Linked DNA regions of Mus musculus: all the other regions are linked to region 1. The links are chromatin contacts, called in public HiCAR-type and promoter capture Hi-C maps. All regions are on one chromosome and are shown on one strand. The core of a region is the stretch at or near the end of the contact, and the rest is flanking DNA. Distances in the headings are between cores, read along the strand shown. Region 1 holds the start of Tmod3 (tropomodulin 3). Region 2 holds the start of Eef1a1 (eukaryotic translation elongation factor 1 alpha 1). Region 3 holds the start of Cgas (cyclic GMP-AMP synthase). Region 4 holds the start of Gsta4 (glutathione S-transferase, alpha 4). Region 5 holds the start of C920006O11Rik (RIKEN cDNA C920006O11 gene). Region 6 holds the start of Fbxo9 (f-box protein 9). Region 7 holds the start of Pigb (phosphatidylinositol glycan anchor biosynthesis, class B).

The links. Promoter capture Hi-C pulls out the DNA fragments that hold promoters and counts their contacts. HiCAR-type assays count read pairs that join an accessible place to other places. Capture Hi-C pulls out chosen DNA fragments and counts their contacts.
Region 2: a HiCAR-type map of astrocytes shows a contact between it and region 1, with 6 times the contacts expected there. The contact joins the promoter of Eef1a1 here to the promoter of Tmod3 in region 1. A contact is called at or near these places in 1 of 39 promoter capture datasets (erythroid cells), 1 of 115 datasets of contacts at active chromatin or transcription factors (astrocytes) and 2 of 9 other capture datasets (adipose tissue and liver).
Region 3: a promoter capture Hi-C map of erythroid cells shows a contact between it and region 1, with 34 times the contacts expected there. The contact joins the promoter of Cgas here to the promoter of Tmod3 in region 1. A contact is called at or near these places in 1 of 39 promoter capture datasets (erythroid cells), 1 of 115 datasets of contacts at active chromatin or transcription factors (thymic regulatory T cells) and 2 of 9 other capture datasets (adipose tissue and liver).
Region 4: a contact with region 1 is called in a promoter capture Hi-C map of pre-B cells, with 4 times the contacts expected there. The contact joins the promoter of Gsta4 here to the promoter of Tmod3 in region 1. A contact is called at or near these places in 2 of 39 promoter capture datasets (embryonic stem cells and pre-B cells) and 1 of 115 datasets of contacts at active chromatin or transcription factors (astrocytes).
Region 5: a contact with region 1 is called in a HiCAR-type map of astrocytes, with 6 times the contacts expected there. The contact joins the promoter of C920006O11Rik here to the promoter of Tmod3 in region 1. A contact is called at or near these places in 2 of 39 promoter capture datasets (hippocampal neurons and pre-B cells) and 1 of 115 datasets of contacts at active chromatin or transcription factors (astrocytes).
Region 6: a HiCAR-type map of astrocytes shows a contact between it and region 1, with 6 times the contacts expected there. The contact joins the promoter of Fbxo9 here to the promoter of Tmod3 in region 1. A contact is called at or near these places in 3 of 39 promoter capture datasets (embryonic stem cells, liver and pre-B cells), 2 of 115 datasets of contacts at active chromatin or transcription factors (astrocytes and embryonic stem cells) and 2 of 9 other capture datasets (adipose tissue and liver).
Region 7: a contact with region 1 is called in a promoter capture Hi-C map of adipose tissue, with 3 times the contacts expected there. The contact joins the promoter of Pigb here to the promoter of Tmod3 in region 1. A contact is called at or near these places in 3 of 39 promoter capture datasets (embryonic stem cells, liver and pre-B cells) and 1 of 9 other capture datasets (adipose tissue).

The regions. Positions count from the first base shown.
Region 1 is chr9:75,557,521-75,561,392 of GRCm38.p6, reverse strand. Tmod3 (tropomodulin 3) reads left to right here and starts at 1,736. Exons shown (of 10, transcript NM_016963.2): 1 at 1,736-1,893.
Region 2 is chr9:78,479,611-78,483,482 of GRCm38.p6, reverse strand. Eef1a1 (eukaryotic translation elongation factor 1 alpha 1) reads left to right here and starts at 1,759. Exons shown (of 8, transcript NM_010106.2): 1 at 1,759-1,844; 2 at 2,795-2,972; 3 at 3,063-3,242; 4 at 3,335-3,631; 5 at 3,709-3,859. The coding sequence starts at 2,829.
Region 3 is chr9:78,441,605-78,445,476 of GRCm38.p6, reverse strand. It overlaps Cgas (cyclic GMP-AMP synthase), which reads left to right and starts at 2,240. Exons shown (of 5, transcript NM_173386.5): 1 at 2,240-3,013. The coding sequence starts at 2,399. It also overlaps a transcript of Mto1 not described here.
Region 4 is chr9:78,190,036-78,193,907 of GRCm38.p6, reverse strand. Gsta4 (glutathione S-transferase, alpha 4) reads right to left here and starts at 1,942. Exons shown (of 7, transcript NM_010357.3): 1 at 1,844-1,942.
Region 5 is chr9:78,174,130-78,178,001 of GRCm38.p6, reverse strand. C920006O11Rik (RIKEN cDNA C920006O11 gene) reads right to left here and starts at 2,088. Exons shown (of 4, transcript NR_040401.1): 1 at 1,967-2,088; 2 at 1,260-1,431; 3 at 909-1,003; 4 at 1-177. It overlaps Rn7sk (RNA, 7SK, nuclear), which reads left to right and starts at 2,369; the gene lies at 2,369-2,700.
Region 6 is chr9:78,106,920-78,110,791 of GRCm38.p6, reverse strand. Fbxo9 (f-box protein 9) reads left to right here and starts at 2,136. Exons shown (of 13, transcript NM_023605.2): 1 at 2,136-2,501. The coding sequence starts at 2,499. It also overlaps a transcript of Cilk1 not described here.
Region 7 is chr9:73,038,087-73,041,958 of GRCm38.p6, reverse strand. It overlaps Pigb (phosphatidylinositol glycan anchor biosynthesis, class B), which reads left to right and starts at 2,260. Exons shown (of 12, transcript NM_018889.3): 1 at 2,260-2,497; 2 at 3,201-3,336. The coding sequence starts at 2,368. It overlaps Pigbos1 (Pigb opposite strand 1), which reads right to left and starts at 2,241. Exons shown (of 2, transcript NM_001308425.1): 1 at 2,094-2,241.

The sequences.
Region 1 (3,872 bases), core at 487-2,986:
GTCCTCTTCTGGGCTGCTTTTTTTCTTTTTTTTTTTTTTAATTATCAAGATAGAACACGATTCCTACCCATGCTGATGTCCGTGCTGATGCTCATGATGATGCCTGTGCCCCGTGCCGATGCCCGTGCTGATGCCCATGCCCCGTGCCGATGCCCATGCTGATCTCCATGCCGATGCCCATGCCCCATGCTGATGCCCATGCAGATGCCCATGCTGCTGATGCCCGTGCCAATCATGCCCATTATGCAGAACATCATTAAACGGTCCTCCAAGGTCATCTTCACCTAACTCCATCCCCTCCTTTCCCTCCTTTGACTAGTTGCTTCTCCAGTTTACTCTCTCTCACATTAGCCTAATCGCACTGCCTGTTGTAGAACACAAAGTTGGAACGGGAAGATGGGATGGAGCAGGAAAATGGGCACATGCTGTCTACCAGGTGATTAGAAACAGCATCTGTTAAAAACCACTGCCTTGCTTGGACCCATAAGATAACTAAAAACAGAGTAACCCCTAACATCTATGCTTTCATTTTGTGTCTGCCTTCCTGTTTTGGGTTGCCTAGGTACCTCTGCATGTGGACATATTTACCATTCAAGGACTTCTCTCATGGTCCTTCAGGATAAAGGCATAAAACTAAAGTATGAGAGACATCTTAGAGTCAGCTTTTACAATTACTCCTCAAAGGCACCTGTGGTCACTTTGGATTCCATGAAAATGGTCAGTTACCCATCCCATCCATGGTGGGGAGGATGCATCTTGGAACATGAGCACTTATCCTCTGAGAATGACATTGCCCCCTCAGGCAAAAGGGACTCTTGGGAACAACTTGCAGAACCAGTCTTAAAGAATGACCAGCCAGGACACATTGTGACCAGGATTGCTCAATTATACATACAAGAATGCTTCCTGCCCCAGTTGCTCTGCTTAAATCTAAAGCTCATATGGGCTTATTGACTTCTTTATCTGATCCTTTCCTAGGTGTGTGCATTAATGAAATATATCTCTGCTTCTCACCTTTACTCCTTTGTTTAGTTAGAGGCACCACACCTTGGTGCGATTTATGACCTTTTCTGCCATAAATTGCTTTAAAAAGACAAAACAAAACAAAACAAAACAAAACAAAACCCAAACCAAAAAAACCTCATGTAGCCCAGACTGGCCTTGAACTCTGTATGTAACTGACTGATAAACTTCTGGTACCCCTCCCTCTGCTTCAATTGCTGGGATCTGAGATTACAGGCATGTAACACCACATCCAATTTATACATTATTTGGAATTAAATCTAGGGCTTTGTGTATGCTTGTGTAAGCACCCTACCAACTGTGCTACGATCCCAGTTCCTTAGCTTTTATCTGTCTTCCATGACAAGTTTGAAAGGCTTTCCCATTATCACGCTCTCCCATTAGTAACCAAGGGATTAAGAAAAGCCTTACTCTGTATTATTTGTTTACAAAAGGCCCACCATGCAAGAAGGAAATGTATTACCCAAAAAAAAAAAAAAAAAAAAAAAAAAAGCCTATAGATAGGCTTTCTACCTTCCAGAGGGTCACGGGCAGGTACATATACAGGAGCAGAAAGCATTTTTCTCAGCCTAGTGTCTGTACCCTCTTATAACAACACCCTTCCCATTGTAAAGGACCAGGTCCGTATGTATGGAGCCGCACCCTTCTCCCTTGAACTACAACTCCCAGCATGCAGTCTGCCCCACGAGTACGCACGCGCGTGGGAGGGGACAGTGAAGGGGAACCAGCAATACAGACAGCGCGGTCGGGTTTAGGGGCAGCTGGCGGGAGGATTCGGCAACTCCCTGAACTTGAGGCACCGCGGAGTGTGGGCGCCGGGAAGAGCGATTCAAACCTTGCGGACTGTGCAGTGGGTCGGCGGCCAGACAGGTGAGTTCAGCCCAGTGCTTTCCAGGAAGTCCGTCGGCGGGCGCGGCAGCGGGTCGCTCCGGCCTGGGCGACTAAGAAGGGAGCGGCTGTGCTTCCTGCGCCTTGCCCGCGGGCCTCGCTAGAGAGCAGAGGGTGCCGGGCCGTTCTGGGACGGCGAGCTGTGCTGGGTGTCGCCCGCGGCCAGGCGCGCAGGCTCTGGGCTGGGGTTGAGTCACTTGTGGCCGGCCAGCAGGGGTTCGGAACCGGCCGCCTGGGATTCGGGGCCGCCACTAGTATTTGAGACCGGTCTCCTGGAGTTCGGGACTGTCTACGTAGGGTTTGGGGTTTGGCTGTCTGGGTTTGGGACCGGCCGGTGCTCCGGAACCGGCGTAGCTGGGAAGCTGTCTGAGAAGCGCCTTGCCTTGCCGCCCCTCTACCCCAGCCTTCATCTCGCTGCCTGGCTGTTGTTGGATGAGAGGAAACCCACAAAACTTGGGACACACCCTTTTTGTGATTGAAATCTGGTGTCTTGCATTGGCCATTTTGCTTATCTGCTCTGCCCTGCCTTAGAATAAGTTTCTGGCTCCTGTGCAGCACAGCTGGGGCCAGCTGTGAAGCTGATGCGGGTTTGTTTTGAGGACGTGACTGGGTCGTTGTATCTTCGCTTACAGAAGTTGATGCGTTTCCTCCGCAAGTCTGCATTCTGATTACAAACAGAAATGGGAAACAGCCCCAATTTTTACTTTCCTTTTCTTTCTCGACTCTTTCCCTCTCTCTTCTCTGTTTAAGAATCCCCTTTCCCCTTTCGAATCCTACCACACACACACCCCACCCACGTTCCCTTTCTACTCTCCCATCCAACCCACCCCCCTCTTTCTTGTCTTCTAAGAATCACATTCCCAACTTGACCTCTGCTTCTCTTTAAAAAAAAAAAAAAAAAAAAAAAAAAACCCAAAAACCACAGTCATCTCTTTGGTAATGAACACTGCAGTAAAACTTATCCCAGGAGGTCATACTTAAACAGGAAATGAGCCTGTGGAGATTTGCTGGCTATGAGCAGTCTTCTTTGGTTTCTGACATTTAGTGCAGTTCATGTTTCTTTTTCTGAAAAACTTCGGAATAGGTTTTTTTTTTTGCATATTAAATTGATTAATCAATTGACCTGTCATTATTTTAGAAGAATAGCTTTGCTCAGACTCCTTTTTATTAGTTCTCTTCCTAGTCCTGGTCACACATTTTATACACATATATATCTCTTTTTGATATTTTGAGCTGTGTAGCTCAGGCTGGCCTTTAAGCCTCAGCTTCCCAGTACTTGAATTACAGACGGAGCCACCGAGTCTGGCCATGTCTATAATGTATTAAGAGCTGACAGTAGGGCCAGGAGAGAAGGCTCAGAAGGTGAGAACACACACTGAATCCCATCTCTGGTTCTACACGTGCCATCCATCATATTCCAATCTTAAACGACCTTGCCTTGCATCTCTCAGCATTTGTAGTTTATCTTAGAATGAGGTTGGTGGTAGCCAGGTAACCCATGATCATCCTATCCTTCTATGGTGTATGTGTGTTCAGGTCTTTGCATGCTCTTGTGTGTTCACATGTATGAACATGCATGTGGAAGCCTGGAAGTTGATGTCATATCCTCCTGGATCATATCCACTGAACCATATCCCTATTATCATTAAAGAATTAATCCATTTGGAAAACCATGGCTATGTGTATATCATTCCAACCTTGATGCTAGACAGGAATGACCGACCAAAGGTGTCTTCTTGAGGCTATTACTGCCCTGTAGCTGATTTATCCTTCATCTTTGTGGTAGGCCATTAGGCCACGCTTCACCAGATAGACATTAAATACTTATAGGTCAGATCCCATCACAATTCCTGGTTTTCAGTGTAAAAACAATTTTTTTTCAGGCTGGAGATATAGCTCAGTAAATAAAGGCTTGCCTAGCATGTGTAAGGACCTAGCACCACAAAAGCAGAAAGATAATT
Region 2 (3,872 bases), core at 510-3,009, 2.9 Mb before region 1:
AGCCTGAGCTACATCAAGTTCTGTTTCAAACAAAAACAAAAGTAGGACATGAAATGGCTCTCTGGGTACAGGCGTTTGCTGCAAAGCCTGACTGAGTTAGATCCCATAGGTCCACGTAGTTGAGGGGCAAACCTGCCCCACGAAAGGTGGCCTCTGGCCTCTGGCCTCCGCACAGGGTGATGTGGCACACGCATTCACACACACTAAATAAATACCACTTTTAAAAAAAAGTTAAAAAACAACAGTTTGGGATGTGAAAAATAGTTGAAAACTAGAACTAGACAAGAAATGAGAAGCATCATGTAAATTTGCTTTGAACTGGTTCCAAATTGTTTTATATTTAAGTTTTTCCCTTGACTGTGGAACTCTTCCCCAGAAACAAATAGTTCCTTTGCAAATCCTGTGTGTTTTTGTGAACACTAGACAGAGGCCCTCAAATGCTCCTAGTAAGGTTGGTGCAAGAACATCAAATGTTTGTAACTGGGAAGTGATGTTGTACACCTGGGAGAGGAGATCCAATGATGGATAATCAGATAGGATATCTTTGAGCTAGGAACTGTAACTTGGTGATAGACACCCTAGGGTTCCATCTCCAGCACCCCATATCCCATTACAAAATAATTCTTTTTCCATCTCTAGCATTAAAAAACAAAACAAAGAAGTTCTTCTTTCCTCTGAGAAACACTTCTGTGTGCCTGCTCTGAGAGGCATTTAAAAATGGCCAGGGCTTTAATCCCAGCAGGTCCAGGTCGGATTCCTGTGAATTTGAAGTCAGCCTGGTCTACTACCTATTCCAGGGCAGCCAGGGCTAAAAAAGAGAGACCTTGTCTCAATAACAAAACAATGCTGGTATGATCGCTAGAATTGCAGCAAAGAAAGGGATGTAACTAACAAGGCAAGCCATTTTTGAGAAGCAGTGATTTCACAAGTGTTAGGGATGGGCGCTGGGAGATTGCTGATGCTGGTATTTAGATGAGACCATGTGGGGTGGATTAGATTATTTTCAGGTTTCTCATGTTCAATCAAATGGCTGTACATACACATGTACACATACAATCTTTTTAGTGTAACAAACCTAGAATCAAAGTAAAGCTAACTGTAGGATTGAAGCATATTCTGAACTGAACCCTTAGGGGTGTGAAGGCCGCTTCAGGTTTCCAGAGAATCAACCGGCATTGGATGGAATAAACCAAGGGGCCAGCCCAGGGGCAGATCGGTCGAGCTCTCCGCTACTGAGCTAAGCCCTTGGGTTCTAGAGCCGGGAAGGGTCCCCAACATTGTGTTCCTCTCCCAGCCAGGAGAGCATGGGCTGCGGGAGGCGAACAGAAGGATAGCGGGGCTGACGTCGGGAGGTGGCCTCCGTGGGAAGGGACACCCGGATCTTGACACAGCCTTGGCAGCGGAGTAAGGAAGAGTAGGGATAGATTCTGGCCGCCCTCTTGGCCAGCTTCTCGCCGCCCCACCCTCCGCTAGGGCCAAGAGTAATTCATACAAAAGGAGGGATCGCCTTCGCCTGGGGAAGTCCCAGGGACCGTCGCTAAATTCTCATAACCCATAATCCCGGTACCCGCCCCACCACAGTGCGAGGAGCATGCGCTCAGGGCTGAGCGCGGGGAGAGCAGAGCACACAAGCTCATAGACCCTGGTCGTGGGGGGAGGGGCGCACTGAGCGGGGGGGGGGGGGGTGATGGGGGGGAGGACCGGGGAGCTGGCGCGGGGCAAACTGGGAAAGCGGTGTCGTGTGCTGGCTCCGCCCTCTTCCCGAGGGTGGGGGAGAACGGTATATAAGTGCGGCAGTCGCCTTGGACGTTCTTTTTCGCAACGGGTTTGCCGTCAGAACGCAGGTGAGGGGCGGGTGTGGCTTCCGCGGGCCGCCGAGCTGGAGGTCCTGCTCCGAGCGGGCCGGGCCCCGCTGTCGTCGGCGGGGATTAGCTGCGAGCATTCCCGCTTCGAGTTGCGGGCGGCGCGGGAGGCAGAGTGCGAGGCCTAGCGGCAACCCCGTAGCCTCGCCTCGTGTCCGGCTTGAGGCCTAGCGTGGTGTCCGCGCCGCCGCCGCGTGCTACTCCGGCCGCACTCTGGTCTTTTTTTTTTTGTTGTTGTTGTTGCCCTGCTGCCTTCGATTGCCGTTCAGCAATAGGGGCTAACAAAGGGAGGGTGCGGGGCTTGCTCGCCCGGAGCCCGGAGAGGTCATGGTTGGGGAGGAATGGAGGGACAGGAGTGGCGGCTGGGGCCCGCCCGCCTTCGGAGCACATGTCCGACGCCACCTGGATGGGGCGAGGCCTGGGGTTTTTCCCGAAGCAACCAGGCTGGGGTTAGCGTGCCGAGGCCATGTGGCCCCAGCACCCGGCACGATCTGGCTTGGCGGCGCCGCGTTGCCCTGCCTCCCTAACTAGGGTGAGGCCATCCCGTCCGGCACCAGTTGCGTGCGTGGAAAGATGGCCGCTCCCGGGCCCTGTTGCAAGGAGCTCAAAATGGAGGACGCGGCAGCCCGGTGGAGCGGGCGGGTGAGTCACCCACACAAAGGAAGAGGGCCTGGTCCCTCACCGGCTGCTGCTTCCTGTGACCCCGTGGTCCTATCGGCCGCAATAGTCACCTCGGGCTTTTGAGCACGGCTAGTCGCGGCGGGGGGAGGGGATGTAATGGCGTTGGAGTTTGTTCACATTTGGTGGGTGGAGACTAGTCAGGCCAGCCTGGCGCTGGAAGTCATTTTTGGAATTTGTCCCCTTGAGTTTTGAGCGGAGCTAATTCTCGGGCTTCTTAGCGGTTCAAAGGTATCTTTTAAACCCTTTTTTAGGTGTTGTGAAAACCACCGCTAATTCAAAGCAAAAATGGGAAAGGAAAAGACTCACATCAACATCGTCGTAATCGGACACGTAGATTCCGGCAAGTCCACCACAACCGGCCACCTGATCTACAAATGTGGTGGAATCGACAAGCGAACCATCGAAAAGTTTGAGAAGGAGGCTGCTGAGGCAAGTATAAGGCAAAAGGAGGGATGGGAATTCTTTAAGCAGGGAGTAGAACCTAGGTCTTGGGTGTACTAATTAGAAGTCACTTTGCAGATGGGAAAGGGCTCCTTCAAGTACGCCTGGGTCTTAGACAAACTGAAAGCTGAGCGTGAGCGTGGTATCACTATTGACATCTCCCTGTGGAAATTCGAGACCAGCAAATACTATGTGACCATCATTGATGCCCCAGGACACAGAGACTTCATCAAAAACATGATTACAGGCACATCCCAGGTGTGTAAAATTTACCCATTCCTGACTCAGGATATTTTTTAGTGGGGTGCTTTCTCTGAGATAATGGTATATGATTGTCTTGTTTCTTACAGGCTGACTGTGCTGTCCTGATTGTTGCTGCTGGTGTTGGTGAATTTGAAGCTGGTATCTCCAAGAACGGGCAGACCCGCGAGCATGCTCTTCTGGCTTACACCCTGGGTGTGAAACAGCTGATTGTTGGTGTCAACAAAATGGATTCCACCGAGCCACCATACAGTCAGAAGAGATACGAGGAAATCGTTAAGGAAGTCAGCACCTACATTAAGAAAATTGGCTACAACCCTGACACAGTAGCATTTGTGCCAATTTCTGGTTGGAATGGTGACAACATGCTGGAGCCAAGTGCTAATGTAAGTGACTTTTAAGGTAGTTGAATGGAGAAAGCCGCAATAAGTAAGGAGGTTATAATTGACTGCCTGTGTTTTAGATGCCTTGGTTCAAGGGATGGAAAGTCACCCGCAAAGATGGCAGTGCCAGTGGCACCACGCTGCTGGAAGCTTTGGATTGTATCCTACCACCAACTCGTCCAACTGACAAGCCCCTGCGACTGCCCCTCCAGGATGTCTATAAAATTGGAGGTAAGTAGAATAT
Region 3 (3,872 bases), core at 991-3,490, 2.9 Mb before region 1:
GGCAGAGGCAGAGGCAGAGGCAGAGGCAGAGGCAGAGGCAGAGGCAGAGGCAGAGGCAGAGGCAGAGGCAGAGGCAGAGGCAGAGGCAGAGGCAGAGGCAGAGGCAGAGGCAGAGGCAGAGGCAGAGGCAGAGGCAGAGGCAGAGGCAGAGGCAGAGGCAGAGGCAGAGGCAGAGGCAGGGGATCTCTTGAGTTCAAGGCCTGATCTACAGAGTGAGTTCCAGGATAATCAGGGCCACACAAAGAAACCCTGCATCAATCCTGCCCCCTCCCCAAAGAATCATAAACCCAGTTGACACTTACCTGGGAGAATCCCTCTCACCTACATTTGAAGACCAGGCATTAATCTGTTCACATGCTATGTATTCAGTGCAGAATCTTCCCTTTTCAACGAAGACATTACTCATAGACTCAGAACCAGAAAGTTCAGTTGTAGCCCAAGGACAGATAATAAAGACAATAGAAACCGAGTTTCTGTTTGGGAAGTCTATAAAACCCTCATGTGGAAGGTAGTTTGTTACTCTTGTATCAGCGTCCCCAGGATGGACCTCGGATTTATTGTTTGAGACAAGATCTCACTCTCTTATCCAGGCTTGTACTTCTGGGCTCAAAGATGCTCTGCTTAAGCCTCCAGAGCAGCTGGAGCTACGGACCTATGCTCCCACAGGTGATGCTAAGAGTTGATTAACTAGAAAGATTCACAACTAAAAGAATTACAATTACAGTATGGTTGTCGCAGTGAATTTTGCTCCTTTCAAAAATCATTGTTCAAACTTCATTCTCTCCGATGCTCATGCCTATTCCATACTCTATTGCACTGTTTTCTTCTTTTTAATTCCTCCTCCTCCTCACCCTCCTCCTCCTCCTCCTCTCCCTCCCTTCTCTTCTTCTTTTCCTCCAGATAGGGTTTCGATGTATAGCCCTGACTGTTTTAGAACTAGCTCTGTAGATCTCCAGCTTACTGCCTCTGCTTCCCTAGTGCTGAGACTAATAATGGAGAATGCCACTCTACTGGCAAGACCTCACAGAGAGGTCTCCTGCTCAAGTGTATTTCTGCAAAGTAGGCAGCGTTTCCATTCCCAGGTGTGTCTACTTGCCATTCAAAAGCGAATGCTTGTTAGACAAGTTCCCATTTTGAAAACTCATGTACAGGCATTGACAGGAAGGAGGGAAGAGAGTTGCAGGGTCAATAGGATGGCAGCACACTGATCGGTGTCTTTTTATTCAGGCTACATGTATCTCATAATATATGGTACATACACACGCGCGCGCGTGCGCGCGCGCACACACACACACACACACACACACACACACACTCACACACACACACACACACTTTACAAAAAGTTACACAGAGCAGCAATTTTTGAGCTTTATTTTAAGGGACACACAGGATTGCATAATAAGGTGTGGAATATAGTAATGTTATTATTATAACATTCTGATGTTAGTTGAAAACTAAGTGTTGTTCTGAGCCATGTAAATCTTCAGAAGACAGGTTTTTGTTTTTGTTAGCACAGTGGAAGGCAAAATGAGTTCCGCCAAGAACAACTTTAAAAGAAGCAGCCACTGTTGACGAGACCGACTTTAGAAATCGCTTTCTGAAAGTCTGCATTAAAGGACTACGGAATCTCAGCAGCCAAATCAGGATGGCTTACACCGTGCTGCTCATGAAACTCACACAGGCACTTTGAATATGTTCTTTAAGAGTCGGTGTGCTTTTTAGAAAGATAAGTTGAAATACTAATTCCAAGCAGTTAAATCTAACTTGAAAAGGTTCAGTGAGTTTCTATTTCTCATTAACAAGAACAGTAAATTTTGATTTAAAGTTTACATAAACCGGGCGAGGTGACGCACGCCTTTAATCCCAGCACTTGGGAGGCAGAGGCAGGCGGATTTCTGAGTTCGACGCCAGCCTGGTTTACAGTGAGTCCCAGGACAGCCAGGGCTACACAGAGAAACCCTGTCTCGAAAAACAAAAAAAACAAAAAACAACAAAAAAGTTTACATAAAAAAGTTGTTTATCAACTACAAATGTACGAGAGACAGTAGTGTCCTGAAACACATCTTGGTGGTAGGCGGCAAATCTAGCCATCTGAGCTGTCAGTGGTTTCCGCGTCTGTGCGGTAAAGGAGAGGTTTCCCGGCCAGTGGCTCAGTGGGTGGTTCCCCAGCTAGTGGCTCTGCTGGTCCCCACTGGTGAAAAAGTTCGCATCTCTTGGACCGCCTCTTCCTGGCGCTGACTTCACGCGTGCTCCTGCGCCTGCTCGCGGCGGATACTGACCGGCTACGTTCCCGCCATATATTTAAGTTTCATTTCCAGCGGCCACTGAGAGTTCCCCTTTTCGCGGCCTTTCTTCGAAGTCGATTTATTCTTTCCCGGACCGAAGAGCGGCAGATATGGAAGATCCGCGTAGAAGGACGACGGCGCCACGCGCTAAGAAGCCGTCCGCGAAGCGCGCCCCGACGCAGCCCAGCAGGACCAGGGCCCACGCGGAAAGCTGCGGCCCGCAAAGGGGGGCTCGATCGCGGCGGGCGGAGCGTGACGGGGACACCACGGAGAAGCCACGTGCCCCAGGGCCCCGAGTGCATCCAGCAAGGGCCACTGAGCTCACCAAAGATGCACAGCCCTCGGCCATGGACGCGGCAGGAGCCACCGCGCGGCCTGCCGTCCGGGTGCCCCAGCAGCAGGCCATCCTGGATCCGGAGCTGCCCGCCGTACGGGAGCCCCAGCCGCCCGCGGATCCCGAGGCGCGGAAAGTCGTAAGGGGACCTAGCCACAGAAGGGGCGCGCGCTCCACCGGGCAGCCCAGAGCGCCGCGAGGGTCCAGGAAGGAACCGGACAAGCTAAAGAAGGTGCTGGACAAATTGAGATTGAAACGCAAAGATATCTCGGAGGCGGCCGAGACGGTGAATAAAGTTGTGGAACGCCTGCTGCGCAGAATGCAGAAACGGGAGTCGGAGTTCAAAGGTGTGGAGCAGCTGAACACTGGCAGCTACTATGAACATGTGAAGGTGAGCGTCAAGACCTGCTGGAGGGGCTCCGGCCCCACTCCTCACTTGCCTCCTCAGCTGTTTGGGGGTCCCACACTCTTAGGGCCCCCCTCCCTTGGAACACCCCAGTCTTTTTTTTTTTTTTTTAATTCATCCAGTTAGCTCACAGCAAGCAATATTGATAGCTAGTTAGTTTGCTTTGGAGGGATGGGACAGGTGACCTTAAAGTAGTCGCAGGGGAGTCATCTTTATTAATCCTTCCCCAACTATAGCCTCTAGATTGAATCTAGTCCATCCCTGAGACTTTGGGACCGCCTGCAATTAGGGCAGAATTGTATACAACTAATTGGGAGAGGTGGCTGGGTACTCAAGTGAGGGTCCGTTGACATTGTCGCACCCCCTATGAGCGAACGTCATCTACAAGCCTACCTCTAATGCTCTTCGGAGAGTAGGCCCGGCTGAGTTCCTGAAGATGATGGTGATAGCTATTCTCTGCTAGTGAAATGAGCCAATTCAAGCCAAATTAAAATATATTAAGGCAGGTTTATTAGAAAGCTGCTCTTGGGCAGGTTCACTGGTCCTAAGAAAAAGGCCAGGGTAGTCACTGTGGGGAGGGAGACAGAGGGAAGAGGGAAGAGAGAGAGAGAGAAAGAGTGTGCCCACGCAGGGAGAGAGAACATACAGAGAGGCAGAGTTGGGTAGAGAAGGAGGAAGAGAGAGAAGAGAGAAGAGGGGAGAAAGGGAGAGGGAGAAGGAAGGGAGGGAAGGAAGGGAGAGAGAGAGAGCGAGAGCGAGAGAGAGCGCACAAAATGCCCACATTATATAGAGAAGAGCTGCTTCTGGCGGAGGGGAAGCCCAGCCCCTTGGCTGAAAGGTTCAG
Region 4 (3,872 bases), core at 693-3,192, 2.6 Mb before region 1:
AGCTCAGGGGGGTGCTAGAACAGTCGGGGGGCGGGGGTAGGTGAATGGGTGGAGGAGCACCCTCATAAAGGCAAAGGGGAGGGGGCAGAGGGGGGTGGGATGGCAGGGTTGTGGAGGGGTAACCGGGAAGGGGAATATCATTTGAACTGTAAACAAATAAAATCATTTTTTAAAAAAAAGTCTTATGTATTTACTTTGTTGTGCCCAGATTGTAAAAACCCCAAAGAGACCATCAGGAATCACAACCTGCTATAATTGCATGAGGGTCTTTATTCAAGCTCGAGCTTGGGCCACCAACCTTCCTGATGAAACAGGAAAGAGAGTGAACCCCCAGGTCTAAGTGAAGGGGGTTTATAAAGGAAAAAACTGCAGGCCGGGTTTCCAAGCCTTGGCATTCCATGAGAGGGTAAAGGAATTCTGCTCTTCAAACCTGATATCAGGTTTGTTCTGACAGCGGGGCGGAACGTGCAGCTGGAAAGGAACCTTTCCGACCTGGGAAAAGTACCTTGTGCTATAGGAAGCTGGTGTAGTTTTACAACTGGCCACAGCTGTCTGGGAACACTTAATTGTCTCTTTTTCATAGTCTAAGAGTGGGCTGTTATCATTTCAAGGGTATTGGGTTCTGTTTCCTTCGAGGGCAGGAGCCATCTGCACCTGAGAAAAGTTGGTTGTTAATCAAAAGGGGGTATGAGTCTCAGGGGAGGCTACGGGATGCTGCTTTCTTGTTCCCAAGGCTGGCATTTGCGCTCCCGAGTACGTACACACACACACACACACACACACACACACACACACACACACACACACACACACACACACACACACACACACACACACACACACACACACACACGAGCATCGTCACAGGGAGGGAGTGCTAACTGCTCTGACTCCACACAGGGCCAGGAGAGTGTAGGATTTGATGTGCAGGTTTCTCAGGTCTCTTCAACTTTTGAAGTTATAATGTGTGAGGGTGTTTTGGTGTGCCCAGTCATACTTAAGCTGTGCACAGACAACGCACGCGTGTCCATTGGATAGATGTCCATTTGCTATTTTCTTCAGAATCATGAGAGACTAGAAGTTAGACAGACAGGGAGAGGGGCCATGGATATGTAAGAAACCTGATGAACTTCCAAGATGGCTGGCTTCTTCTATACCCTCCAGGCTGAGACAAAAGCCTGGCCCCTTAAAACCAGGGCCTTGCAGGCTTTTACCTCCCAGCAGCAGGCCACTGCTGAGGGACTAACTCAACACCTTCTAGGCCATCTGGATTAGGGCTGGTTTACACGAGAGTCACAGGCCAGAGAAACTTCTTTTCTTTAAAGTGATTACCCTATATTGGGGGGGGGGGGTCTTCAGAGACTAAACAAACAAACAAACAAACAAATCCAGCCCTCGAGAAGAGATCGGGGATTTTTAGATTTTGTGGCTTCAGTGTTGCAGATCTTTTCTCTGTGTGTCTGCTGCATGTGGGTGGTTGCTTGCCTCCAGCAAGCCCCCTTCTTCAGCTGCTGAGTCTCTGCTCCTGTCTGCAGGGTTTGAGATTTCTTCACTGCTATCTGTTGCAGTTGAAATTCCTCCTGCCTTTTAATTACTTAAATGGCAGAGAAAACGAACCCTACCAAGACCTTTAGACCATACCAACCGCTCATCTACTAGGCAGAAAAAATTTGTGCCTTTTATTTGGCCTAAACAAGCTTTGAGATAGTGAACAGCAAATAAATCACAAAGTTAAAACAATTGCGGATTATAAACTGTAGCTTTAGCAAAATTATGTAACTACTCAGTGCAAGAGGAGTACACACACACACACGCACGCACACACATGTACGCACTCACTCACCTTATTCTTGTGGGATTGTTGTCTCCAGGCACTGGAAAGAAGCGGTTCTGCGAGCGAAAGTTCACCGTCCTGCAGGTCGTTTTGGAAGCTCCGCCCACCAGCCATTGAACATTTAAGAAATGTACACGCCCCCTAGGCACGTTGGTTAACGCTTTGTTTCCCGGGGAGAAGAACAGGTTTGCTCTAAAAGTTTTCGCTGACTCATTACTGAGTACACTCTTTGGGGGTGCTGACGCGAGGACTCCGATTCCTGTGCTGGAAGTGTTTACATTCTCTACGGGGGAACCCAGTAATATAAGCAGTTCAGATAAATGCACTGTATTCAAAATAACTATAACATCAACCTATTGAAAGGTTAGAGCTTGCAGATTTGTGAATTCATTGTATTCATTGCCAACAAAAGTACAGTAGAGAGGAATCAGCGACTGGGAGCATCGTGCTGTGGTCCATTCTTGTGATGCTAAAATAGACACTCAAGACTTTATTTTTGAAAACAAATTAGAGACGTACAGTTCTGGAGGTTGGGCAAGCCAAAATTGAGGGGCTTTCTTTCACTTGCTGAGGATGGGGTAAAATAAAAGAAAAAAAAAAGTGTGCCCTCCCTTGACGAGAGAGAAAGCGGCAAGCTCGTGCATTCACCTTAGGGGTGGACTCCCGATGAATGGGAAACTTTGCCCCCTCCCTCTCTTTCTCCTTAAAGAATTTTTTCCCCTTTCATTTTACCCTGTAGAATGGGGCAGATGGTTAAAAAGGCATGACCGCCATTCCTGGAACAGTCATAGGCAGCCCATCAAGAACCGTTTGTAGTTAAGGTTACAGGTGGGGCATAGCTCTGCCTTTGAGAAACAGAGGTACAGTCATGAACAGGAATAAACCTAGTTTGTCTTTACTGTAGGACGGCTTTGAAGCCTAAAACTGAGGCAAGCTAGTTCTTCAGTACCTAACCCGCTCCTCAGTGACATTAATTCACTCGTGACAGCGGAGCCCTCATCCACCTTATCACCTCTTTAAAAGTGCTGCCCCTCAAACCAGTTGCCCCAATGCAAAATGGCTTACGTTTCTGTAACAGGCTGGCAAAAATACATTTGAAAAGAGACACTTTGTGTCTCTCAGTCCGACTATCAGACTACGGAAACAATGGACCTCAAAGAAAAGGGACACTCCCCAGGAATCCAGTCAGAGGGGGATCTTGTCTCCTGGGAAACATTCCTTTGGCACAGTTTCTAAGAGTTAGTCAGAACGTCTTACAAGATGAGACTGAAGCACAGAAAAGCAGTGAGCACACGTGACCACTGCCTAGACCAGGACCGCTTAGATGTGCGTGCCTGAGGCTCTCTGGTTAAACTCTGAACTCACTTCAGTACCTGGAAGATGGACTTGAGGTGGGGAAGATGGGTGTGTCCCTGGATGCCTGGATCCCTGTTCTTTTTCCATATTGACTAAGTTTCCTTTTTCTGCTCTCTGCCCCCACCCCCACCCCCGGCCCCCCAAGACAGGCTTTCTCTGGTCTAGCCCGGCAGCCCTGGAATTTGCTCCCTAGACTAGGTTGGCCTCAAACTTACAGAGGTCTGCCTGCCTTTGCTGGGATTAAATCAAATTTAATTGTAGATCAATCATCTTAACTCTTAAAGGTGAGAGCAGGTTTTGATTTGGTTGTGGCAAAGAATCTTGGTAGGATGATGAGGCTCGAAAGAGTCCGGGAACTTAAGAAAGGCTCATGAAGCTACTCTTTGAGGTTAAATTAGTAAGACAGTTATGGAAGAGAGGCTGCCTTTGTGCAGCTGACTTCAAGCTGTCCAATAAGCTCTGGGATATAGCTCTCATTACCCATGCTGAGGTGGACTTCTCAGAGACGCAGCTTCCCTAATGTCTCCCATACTCCAGGAAGTGATCCCTCAGTCACGCTCTGTAAGTAACCATGGTAAACTAAGTGGTTTAGCAAGATAAATGGGCTTCTAAATAAGTTCTCCTTTGTCTGTCACAGATGCCCTATCTTGGGTGAATAGACATTGTTTGTATCTTTCCAGGG
Region 5 (3,872 bases), core at 839-3,338, 2.6 Mb before region 1:
AGATGCCCTCTACAATGAACTCCTGCGTGCTCACAAGCAGAAGCACATGTGTACACACATGTGGGGCAGTGGGCATGGGGAATAAAGGGGTCGGAGAGAACCCAGGTCCTGTCAGAGTCCCAGTGCTCCTTAACCATTGTTTTCCAAGGAGGTCATTTGGATATCCTGTTCCTCCTGCTGTGACATTGAGAAAAGCAAAGAAACACCTGTTAAAACAACAACAACAACAACAACCAACCAACCAACCAAACCACAAATAAACCAACACAAACAGTTCCCCCAATCACAAGGTAGAAATCGGGCATATCCAAGGCATAGGACTTTCTGTGAGATAAGGGACTAGACTCAAGAGCCAAGGACAAGGTGGGGGAGGCGGGAATTATTCCCAGAGAATCCTCATTGATGGTCTCAATAATTACGTCAAGGGGTTGAAACAAGGAAAAGGCTGAGAAACCATCCTAGCCTTGGGGAAACTGAGGAAACATGACTAGATACACTGTGGGATACTGGATTGGTAAGAGGACTTTAGTAGAAACACTGAAATCATAATTAAGTCTGCTGCCCATTTACTTGCACACCAGTAACACTTTTCTTCTCAGTTTATCATGGTTATGTAAGGCGTTAGCACCCGGGAGGACTGAGGGCTCTGAGGTTCAACTTTACAACATTTTTATAAATCTCAAGTTATTCATAGTGTAAAGTCTACAGACCTTGTTTAGAGCAGCACCGAGACACATTAGTAAAAACTCCGCATGAGACAGACTGCTTTGAGGATAAAGCCTTGCAGATTTTTTGGTGGGTGTGATAACCTTTACCCGTTGGAAATAAATACCAAATCGTGGCACTCCCATATGAAACTATGTTAGGAGGAAAGACTCCCACAAACCAAGAGGAGGCAGGAGACATACCAAGCACACCCTAAAGCTGCACACATCCGGGTAAGGGCTGCACACAGAGTTATGCAATGTTTTGTTTGCTTGTATCTGAAAATCTCCACAGGAAGCTGAAGAATAGAACAAAAGCAAAACTTGCACTCGCAGGCCAGGAAACAAGGCTTCCAACCGTGCAACGCAGGTACAGAAAATTCACCTAGAGGGTGTATAATCAATAAAACTGACAAAATTTACATTACTTCCCTTTGTCCTTATTACCTGTTATCCCTCGTAGAAACCAAGGGTAACTTAAAAGGGGTAATGAATCCCGTTAATTACATCTTAGTTCAAAGAAAAGTCCCTAACAGGAAGGATCTTATGGCTGACCCGGACCAGTAGTGATGCGAAGAGAAGGCGTATTGTCTGGCTAATTTGTGAAAATACGGTGGGCTGGGTACAGCTCCAGCGGCAGCTAATGCCCGTCTCACGAACTCCATGCGACCTCTACTGTTAGGACAGTGGAGCTTGTGCCTCGACGTCACGATGGCTTTCGGCCTTTCTGGAAAACAAACGAACCAAACTAAACCAAAAACCAAACAACAAACCGAACAAACAAAAAACCCGAACGCAGTACAGAGCGGTAAAGCAAAGTCCTATCTTCATCCCAATTTTCTGGACATAACTGAATGTTCAGGATTTGGGAGGAGTGTTTTATTATTGTTGTTGCGTTTTCCCTCGCGCATTAAAAAGATGCCACCATTTTAACACGTGAAAGAAAGGACAGAACCCTTAGCCTTGGTTTTCAGTGTGTCACTTTCACATTCCGATTCAGGGAAGCTGGGGGGCATTCGTTGTAAAGGTATTAGCCTAGCAGTGCACATTATAAAGTTCTTGGACTTTGAGAAACTCAGGATTTTCCAAATTTAGCTACAAAGGGCACGGGAAGCCAACGGAGGGCCGGGTGCATCACACTGTTCTAGGAATTAGCTTTTTACTCGCTTCGGTGTGTCACTTCGGCCACAGAGGGAGACAGACGATTACGGCCCACGGAAGGCCGCGTGAGTCTCGTGAAGCTGGAGATGCGCTGGGTCTACCTTTCGCCGTCCGCTCCGCCTTGGCAGAGGCGCCGACACGCACCGAAGGCAGAGAACCCATCTCGTATGGGACCGCACCGGACACGGGCGCCTGGGCCAGGAGCAGAGCCGGGCCGTAGAATAGACATGGCCGTCGGGGGCGGGGCTTCGGAAGGTTTAACCAATCCAAACTGTTGTATTTTGCATAGCCCCAAAGCATTTTGGTTAACAGTAAAAACATCCTAAATTTAAGTATTTTAATTTAAACTTAGAACGAAGCGAGTATAAAAAGGATTATTTAACCCTAAAACGGATTCAGGATTTGTTATAATATCAAGTACAGTCGGCTACATAAGGTCACCACATGTGTAAAGTTACAAAATTCTATGGCCTTATATACCTACCAAGAGCCTGCTTACTCTCGGATGTGAGGGCGATCTGGCTGCGACATCTGTCACCCCATTGATCGCCAGGGTTGATTCGGCTGATCTGGCTGGCTAGGCGGGTGTCCCCTTCCTCCCTCACCGCTCCATGTGCGTCCCTCCCGAAGCTGCGCGCTCGGTCGAAGAGGACGACCTTCCCCGAATAGAGGAGGACCGGTCTTCGGTCAAGGGTATACGAGTAGCTGCGCTCCCCTGCTAGAACCTCCAAACAAGCTCTCAAGGTCCATTGTAGGAGAACGTAGGGTAGTCAAGCTTCCAAGACTCCAGACACATCCAAATGAGGCGCTGCATGTGGCAGTCTGCCTTTCTTTTGTAGTTCCTGCAATTTAATTTTCGTTTAAAACTTTATTTTATTCTTTAACTTAAAAAAAATATATATTTTTATTTTTTTAATTGGGTATTTATTTCATTTACATTTCCAATGCTATCCTATCCCAAAAGTCCCCCACACGCTTTCCCACCCACTCCCACTTCTTGGCCCTGTCATTCCCCTGTACTGAGGCATATAAAGTTTGCACGACCAAAGGGCCTCTCTTTCCACTGATGGCCGACTATGCAGCTAGAGACAGGAAAAAAATTTTTTTTTAATTAAAAATTTTTTAAATCTTTAAAAATTCTGTTATGTTAATAGATGTAAATAGAGATGTAAATATGTTTAAAAGGTGTGTGTGTGAGAGAGAGAGAGAGAATATGAGTTCAGGTGAAGGTTCCAAGCAGTCGTAACAAAGATTCTGTCTGGGAACAGTTCTACCCCACCTCTCTCTTTCTTCCTTCCTTCCTTCCTTCCTTCCTTCCTTCCTTCCTTCCTTCTTCCTTCCTCTCTCTCTCTCTCTCTCTCTCTCTTGTTTTAAACATTTATTTAGTTACTTGTTTGTTTGTTTCAGGTTTCCTCTGTGTGGCCCTAGCTGTTCAGGGACTTTCTCTGTAGACCAGGGTAGCATTGAATTTAGAGATCTGCCTGCCTCCCAAACTCTGGAAATAAGAGCATGAGCCTATTTACCAGTCCCTGCTTAAATTTATTTATTTAAAAAAATGTTATTAGGACAAATGCTATTACACTCGAAAAGGCAAACACCCAGGACAGGTAGGCTGTAACTTTAAGCTGCTGAAGGAGGAAAATGGAGAAGGTAATGAGCAAAGTCATCCCATTTAGTCTAGCACGGATAAGTGGCTTCATGGTGGGAGAGGGAACTTTAGAGAAAGAGTAAGAAGACCCAAAATGCTGGGGAAGCCCAAGCATTATGGAAGCATGCTTAGATTAGAAAAGAGAGAAGAAATCACACTTTTCTGTATAATTTAGAAAAGCAGGCAGATTGGTGACCCTGTAGACTGACATTCTGAAAATGAAAAGACAATGTCTCATTGTAAGGCTAATTGTTCTGCCTCATTAGCATGAATTACAGTAAACTCCCTAGAGTGGTTCTTTCACTGAGTGATTGACTTGGCCCAACTAGCTCATCAGGTTCTATTCTCTTGACCAGAAG
Region 6 (3,872 bases), core at 887-3,386, 2.5 Mb before region 1:
AGGCCCCACGTAGGGAGCCCTTGACTGTTGTTTTGCTAAATGCACATGTTGTTAAACTGCTTTCTGTCTTTTTATATGCAGAGATTAATGCTGTTTCCAACCTTCCTCGTGTGCTAGTTGGCCAGCCCACCTTAAACATTCAACCCTTTCAATGAAATTGACTAGTTCTAACACTGTGGAAACTTCATGTGAAAGCTGATGTTTAGCTGATGTTGTTTTGTGAGAGACGGTCTGGCTGGGTCTGGCTGTCAAGAGCACTTGCTGCTCTTGCAAGGGGCTCCAGTTTAGGTTTCCAGAATCCATGTGAAATGGCTCACAATCACCTCTAAGTCCAGTTGCAGGTGACCTGATACCTTCTGGCCTGTTTAGGAACCTTCACACTCATGGTGGCACATAAACTTACACAAGCGTACACACACAGAAGTAACAGTAAGCAAGTCTTTTAAAGAAAGGAATTAAAAGGCAGTTAAGAAATCTCGGGGAAGTCCCCGAAGAGCCACCATACGATTCCGAGGAAATAGAAGCCTCCTTCCAGGGTTCTTAGTCTCATTAATAAAATAATTTAAATTTGGACACAGACAGCACCTCAAGAACTAGGAAAACTAGGACTGGCGAGTTGTAAAACGGGAAACAGCCAGGAGGATGAGACTGAAGCAGAGAAACAGGCGTGGAACACGACCGGAAGGGGAACTTCGGAGGACAAGGAAGCTCAAAGCTTTAGTTAAGGAATGTAAAAGCATTCTTGGTCTCTAGCTAGAAAAAGTTTACCTGGTTCTGCCTGAATCTCATGGTGGCTTCTAGGGAATGACACCCTAGATTCTGGAAGAAAAATGACATTGTCTTAAATTGATTTCACCTTCCTAGGGGTAATCCCATGGGCCAAGTCCCTGACCTATATCCCACTAGATTAGTCTATAAGGGAGGAGCCAAGGACAGTCTCCACCTAGAGGTGGATTCCATTATTTACAAAATCTGCCGAGAATAGGTGACAGTGCTCAGCCCTAAATGGGACATATCTATATCCACTCCCCAGCCCCCAGCTCCGGGAACATTAAAGAAGATGGGGTGGAGAGAATGTAAGAGCCCGGGGACAGGAAAGAGTGTTCCGAGATGCTGTCTTTTGGATATGTCACGACAGGTGTATTCATCAGCCTACTGAAATTATGATAATTTCTACAAAATCAGGCCCAAAAGATAAGGCAATATTCCAGCATTAACTGGACTCAGTGGAATACAAACTAACTAAATAGACAACATACACAGGATTTGCAATTTCTTACTGTAATCAAGTTGCACCCCTCCCCTTTTACCTCCATGTCTTTGCCGAAGACGTACTTCATTTCTGAGCTCCAGAATAAAGTAGCACAATAAAATTTTAAGTTCTGTGAAGTCGGGTGAATGTAGCGTCCTGGCTGTTAGGTTCTAACACTTACAGAAACTCAATAAATGTTGTCTAAATGTCTGTCAGAGGCCAGGAAGCCCGTAAGTTTTGCTAGCATATGCCTGTAGGTGAAAAAGTTCTAAAATGTGCAATCCAAGTGCCTTCTATTGACGTGGAATCGGATGTTTGGACTGTAAGAAGTGGCACCGGGTTGGGGGTGGGTGGGTGTAAGTTCCGGCTCAACGTGGAACATTTGACTACAAATCCCAGCGTCCCTTGTAGTGTCCACTCCTTCAGGAGTCGGGTTTCAGGCCTTGAAAAGGGCCGTCCTTCCCCCGTTGTATTGTGGGATCTGTAGTTCGACGTGACTTGCGTTGGCTGTTACCACTCTCCGGCTGCACACATGAGCGTACGTTTTCTTCGGTTCAGAGTCTGTGGGGTTCAATGATTGTTGAGTTTTCGCTCTCTTTTCTCATTCTGACAGGGCACCCAGTGTCCAGGGCGCCTAAAGTACTGTCCCCTAATGTCCAATTAGGATCGACTCAGGGGGCTCTACTCCAAATTCAGGTTCAAACATTTTGAGCTAACGTCTGCTCCTTCCTGCCTGGGTGTTCTCAGCATCAAACAGGCGGGCTGAGTGAGGCGGGCCAGCTTAGCTCCACCGACGGCTGCACACAGTAGGCCCATCACCCTAGCTCGCGACGGGTGGCTGGTAGCCAAGCAGGCGGCGGCGACGGCGACGACGGCATTGCGCATGCGCGGCGCGGCGGCGCAGTTTCCGCAGCAGAGCAGGCAGCTCCGCCGCTGCGTCCAGACGTCTCCTGCTGGGCCGACGCTCAGCTCTTCGCTCGGTGCTCGGCCTCCGCTGGCGACCGGCGACCCCTCCGCAGCTCGAGTCCCCGGCCGCCGCAGCGCGCCTGCCTCCGGCCCCCTGTCCCGCGAAAATGGCTGCCGTACGCCGGGCCCGCAGTTATTGCCGCTGCCTGGTGCGCTTCTCCGACCGAGAACTCTGCTAAGCCGCGCTGCAGCAGACGGGCAGGAGTAGACACCGGGCAGCCGCCACCCCTCCGGGAGCCGGGCGCGGGAAGCCCCTCGACTGGGCCGGCCGCCGGCCAGCATGGTAACCGAGGAGGGAGGGCAGCAAGGGCCGGGTGGTGAGGGCAGGGTTTGACGGATAGCCGAGGAAAGGCCCGCTTCGGTCACTCCAGACTGTCCGAGCTGGGAGTCGGGTCTCAGGTGACCTGTCCTGGCTTCTGCACAAGGGAGGTGGCCCTGGCAAGCGGTGACACTTGTTGATCGCTTCTGTTCTGGCAGCCCGGCCCATAGATGATTTCGGGAGCTCCACGTTTGGGACGCACGCCCTCGAGGTGTCAGTGGCCCTGGTAGGATATTCGCAGGCAGTGCTGGCAAACTGGACTTGGAGGGATTCTTGCCAAGTTTCTTGATAGCGAGGGCCTAAGCCGCTTCTCTGCTGTGCGGACGGAGAGACTGCGCCAAGCTCCATGTGTGACAGCTCCGGTCTCACGGGACTGTTGCATGGAGTATGTAGGCTCTGCAGTGACTTAAGAAACTAGTTTCCGGCTAGGGCTGGATGATTTAAGAATGAAAGATACCAGACTGACTGGGAGAACACTCAAGTGGCTTTTTTTTTTTTTTTAACATGAATTGGCTGCAACGGTTTATTTTATGAAACTAGTCTGGTGCACAGAAAACACACTAATTGATTCTTCTTCTAAACTTTCAAAAGTAGTCCTCAAACCACGATTAAGCCCTTAACCTTCTTTATGTTCAGTTAATCTCATCTGCGAAGAAACTAACCCACTAAACTATACCATGATGCTTGAGTAATTTTCAACTATGAAAATACTGATGATTAACTAAGCTCCTGCTTATTTCAAGTGGGATTAAAATCGACTAAATGTAGTAAAATTCCAGTTCCTACTGTCAAAATCAAGGTTAACAATGGATTCTGTTCTGAGATAGGCATTCTGTATTCAACTAGTTATTTTTGAGCCTCCGACTAGCCTGGCATGGTGTGGGGTTTGGTGCAGTACCAGATCTTCAATATTAGCAAACCTATTAACTGTGATCTGTGATAAACTTTTAATCACATCTGAAAAGATGACCCAGAATTCAGAATCACTAATTCTCTTTACAGATCTCTCTCTCTCTCCCTCCCTCTCTCCCTCTCCTTAAATTAATGTTTTAAAGTGTGTGCTAGATTTATGTTAACTTGACACAGACTAGAGTCATCTGAGAGGAAGGCACGCCTCACCTGAGAAAGTGTCTCCGAAAGATCAGGCTGCAGTCAAGCCTGCAGGGCATTTTCTTAATTAGTGATTGATGGGGAGGGCCCAGCCCTTTGTGGGTGGTACCATCCCTTGGCAGGCCGGTCCTGGGATCTATGAGAAAGTTGGCTGAGCAAGCCATGCAGGAACAAGTCAGTAAGCAGCACACCTCCATGGCCTCTGCATCAGCTCCTGCATCCACC
Region 7 (3,872 bases), core at 1,011-3,510, 2.5 Mb after region 1:
CAGAGGTCCTAAAAAAATTCAATTCCCAACAACCACATGAAGGCTCACAACCATCTGTACAGCTACAGTGTACCCATGTACATAAAATAAATCTTTAAAAAAACCAAGAATCACTAACTAATAAATACATAAGGGTAGCATGACAGCACATAGGCTTACTATGGGATATTTTCTAAAATCTCAATTAGGTTGTCAGTAGTTAAAAATCATATTTTATATTAAAATTGTTATTTCTTCCAGGCATCGTAGCACATGCTCATATTCCCAACAGTTGGGTCCAGGCAAGAGGATCAGGAACTCAAGGTTACCCTCTGGCTGCACTGCCAGTTGGCGGCCAGTCTGGATTCCATAACAGGTTCTCGGAGAACAAGTCAATAAAAACCTTAAAAAGGAACCTATAGGGAATGCAAGTTTGAGGGTGGTGTGAGACAGAGATGCATCCTCTTCTATCAGGGGATGTTCCCAGGGAGTTATTTTGTGTGTATTTGCCTGTGAGTTATTTTGTGTGTATTTGCCTGTGAGTTATTTTGCATTTGAGTGTTTGTTCTGGTTCTTTATGATAGGCAGGCTGCTCTAGATTACAATTCTGCCTTCACCACCCCAGTGTTAGGATGACAGGTGTGCGCCACTAACATGGCTGCTGGAAGTCTTCTCAGAGCGTTTAAACTGGTAATTTTCAAAATGGCAAAAGGAGGGGAAGGGATGGCTGACGGCTTTCAAGTCGTTTAATACTTTTTCTCCAAGAGGTGCCCGAAAGGACTCAGAAGTGAGTGTCTCTGTTTAAGCTTCCTCTAAAGGATGATAGAGAGAGGGGACAAGTGACCTCACTATGCCTTCTGCAGTAGCTGTAACTCTTTTAAGCAAGCTGTATGACAAAAGCGATTTTTAAGAGGCTGTAAAACTTCACTGAGCCAGGTGTGGTGGTGCAGGATTTTAATTCCAGCACCAGGTGTGGGCAGAGACTATGTGAGTCTGAGGCCTGTCTGGTCTAAAGAGCTGAGTTCCAAGCCAGCCAAGGCTACATAGTAAGAGCCTATCTCAAAAAAAGCAAAAGCAAATTATGTTGAGTTCTTTTGATATTTTAGGAGAAATCAAACGCAAATCATTTGCATGCCTTCTTTGAGAAAAATGGGGTGGGGGTGTAGAAGATTTTGCTTCTCGATCCAACAACTGAAAACAGTAGAAAGTGACAAATGAACAACACAGCACTTTCCGTGTCAACCCCCTCAGCATCTGGGTCAGAGGCTGTGAATGAAGAGAGCACAGGGAAGGAGCCACACACTTTCTGGACTCCGATATGGATCCTTAATCCAAGCCTCAGGTCACAAAAATAATCAGCAACTCCTTCCTGTACTGTAAGGAGCTTGCCCTAAATAGTTCTCAGGCATAATTTAAGCTCGCCGAGGAAAGAAAAGCATGTCTTCTCCTGGATTATACAGTTGACCACACAAAAGACAATTTATGTGTATGGGTGTTCGTCTTCATGTATGTATCTGCAATAGCACGCATGCCTGGTACCCTCGGAGACACCAGGCTAGTATATGGGTATTCTGCAAGTGCAGTCAGTGTTTTTAAGCCCTGAACCAGTTCTCCAGCCCCCACCAACTAATTTTTTAAATGCCTTGATTGCTGGTCATGATGGCCCATGCTTTTGATCCCAACATCCATAAGACAGAGGCAGGAGTTTGAGGCCAGTCTGGTCTACACAGCAAGTTCCAGGCCAGCCACGGTTATATAAGACTGTGGCCCTGTCACAAAGATAAGAGGAGACAGAGTGTGGTGGCTTAGGCATTAAATCCCAGCACTCATGAGGCAGAGACGGTAATTCTCCCGAGTTCAAGGCCAGTCTGATCTACATAGTGAGATCGACTCCAGAAAATAAAAAGTTGATTAGAAAATAGATAATTAGGGATAGAGAAATCCATTGGGGTGGTAAAAAATTGATAATAAAAATTCATTGAGTTATAACTTTTTCCTATTATTGTAAGAACCGTGATGAAACTTCCCACGCGAGGACGTGGCGTGAGGGATGAGCACCGCGGTCACCCGGGAGCTGGTCCTCAGCGATGCACTGCCTCCCTCTGCTCTGTTACCTCCGAGCGCCTCCTCGGCGGGCGCTGTGCGAGGTGTGTCAGGCGGAGTAAAGAATCCAGAATCTTTATTTTTGTCTTTTCCAGCATTGAACACTGGTCAGGGAGGTTTGCTCCTGACCCACCCGGAGACTCATCCGCTTCCGGCAGCACTTCCTGCCGCGGTAGTGCCGGAGCAGCGAAGGGACGGCGGCTCGCGGGGCCCAATCTTAGTGGCATGTGTCCGCCTACAAGAAAGTGAGGGGCGGGCACCGTGGGCTGCAGGTAGCCGGGGAGGATGGAGTCCCAGGCCGCCGACTATAACCCGGCCTCCCGCAATCTCCACGGCAGCTCGGGAGAAATGAAGCTGCGGAGGAGGAAGTCCAGGCAGTACGTGAGCGCGCAGGAGAAACGCTCTCCGCGCCGTGGTGAGTGCCGGGCTCACGGCAGAGCTCGGGGCACCTGGGACTACACAGCGTGGTGGCAATGAGCTCAGGCTCGCTGAACACAGTCTCTTCGCTGTGTTGTGCTGACTGTGCTTAGACGTGTCTCAATCCTCCTGCATCAGTCTCCCCAGTGCTGTGTGGTGATGTCACATCATCACACCTGGCATACAGATTTTCACATAAAATCTTTCCCTACCTCCAAGCACCACCACTGTTGGTAACTAAAGCGAAAATACAGGCTGCCTGCACACTGGGAAAAGCAAACTTTGGAAACAGCCGACCGACTACCTAGTCAGTAACAGTATTTTTGTGTTGGGCAAAGCAGTTTCTGAACCTTAGCATCCTCACAAGTAAAACAGGTTCAGACTCACCAGTGGTTAACAAATTGTGTGTGTGTGTGCGTTGTGTGTTCTTTAGTGGGGTTTGTATCTATTTTTTGCGGTGGGGGGAGGTGTTCGTGGGTTGTTTTCTATTCCCTACAGATTGCTAGGGAATAGAAAACACTCCATGGCCTCAGCAAGCTAGACAAGAGTTCCACCCCTGAGCTAGTGCCTCAGCTAGCTCAGTGGAGTGCTGTGGAAGGTGTTAACAGAGAGGGAGCCAGTGCACCGGGCATGTGGCATTGGGGGGTGGGGGGAACTCGCTCACTTTTATGCCACACTTACTGCTTTGATTTGCTTTCCAGGTCTTCTTGGAGAAAACACTTACCTGGTCTTGTTTACCATCGCTCTGCGAATACTTAACTGCTTCTTAGTGCAGACAAGCTTTGTTCCTGATGAATACTGGCAGTCCCTCGAAGTTGCACACCGCATGGTTTTCAGATATCCTTTATGGTTTCTTTTCCACTCTGAGTGTGTCTTCATCTTAGGAGCTCAGTTCATGATTATATCTTTTCAGTAATTCTTTGAATAATTTCAGCTCAACCAAGTATGCTGTTGTTGTGTGCTGATAGTTACCGTATGTCTCCCTTTGACACAGACTTGACAGAGAAGAAAAACACACACACACACACAAAGAAAATATAGGCATGGTATCACATGACTTTTTAATCCCACCCAGTATTTAGGAGGCAGAAGCAGGTGGATTTCTGAGTTTGAGGCCAGCCTGATCTACAGAGCTAGTTCTAGGACAGCCAGGGCTATACAGAGAAACCCTGTCTCGGAAAACAAACAAAAATCAACAAACAAACAAAACACCAACAACAAAAGAACACCAACAAATGACTTGACGCTGCCTTTGAATTAGTATATACACCTAAATGATTTGTAGCCCCCGGATATAGAGAAAGTAAAAAGCACAATCCGTCCCAGCGTTTGGGAGGCTGAAGCAGCAGGATCGGAAGTTCAAGGATAGCCTG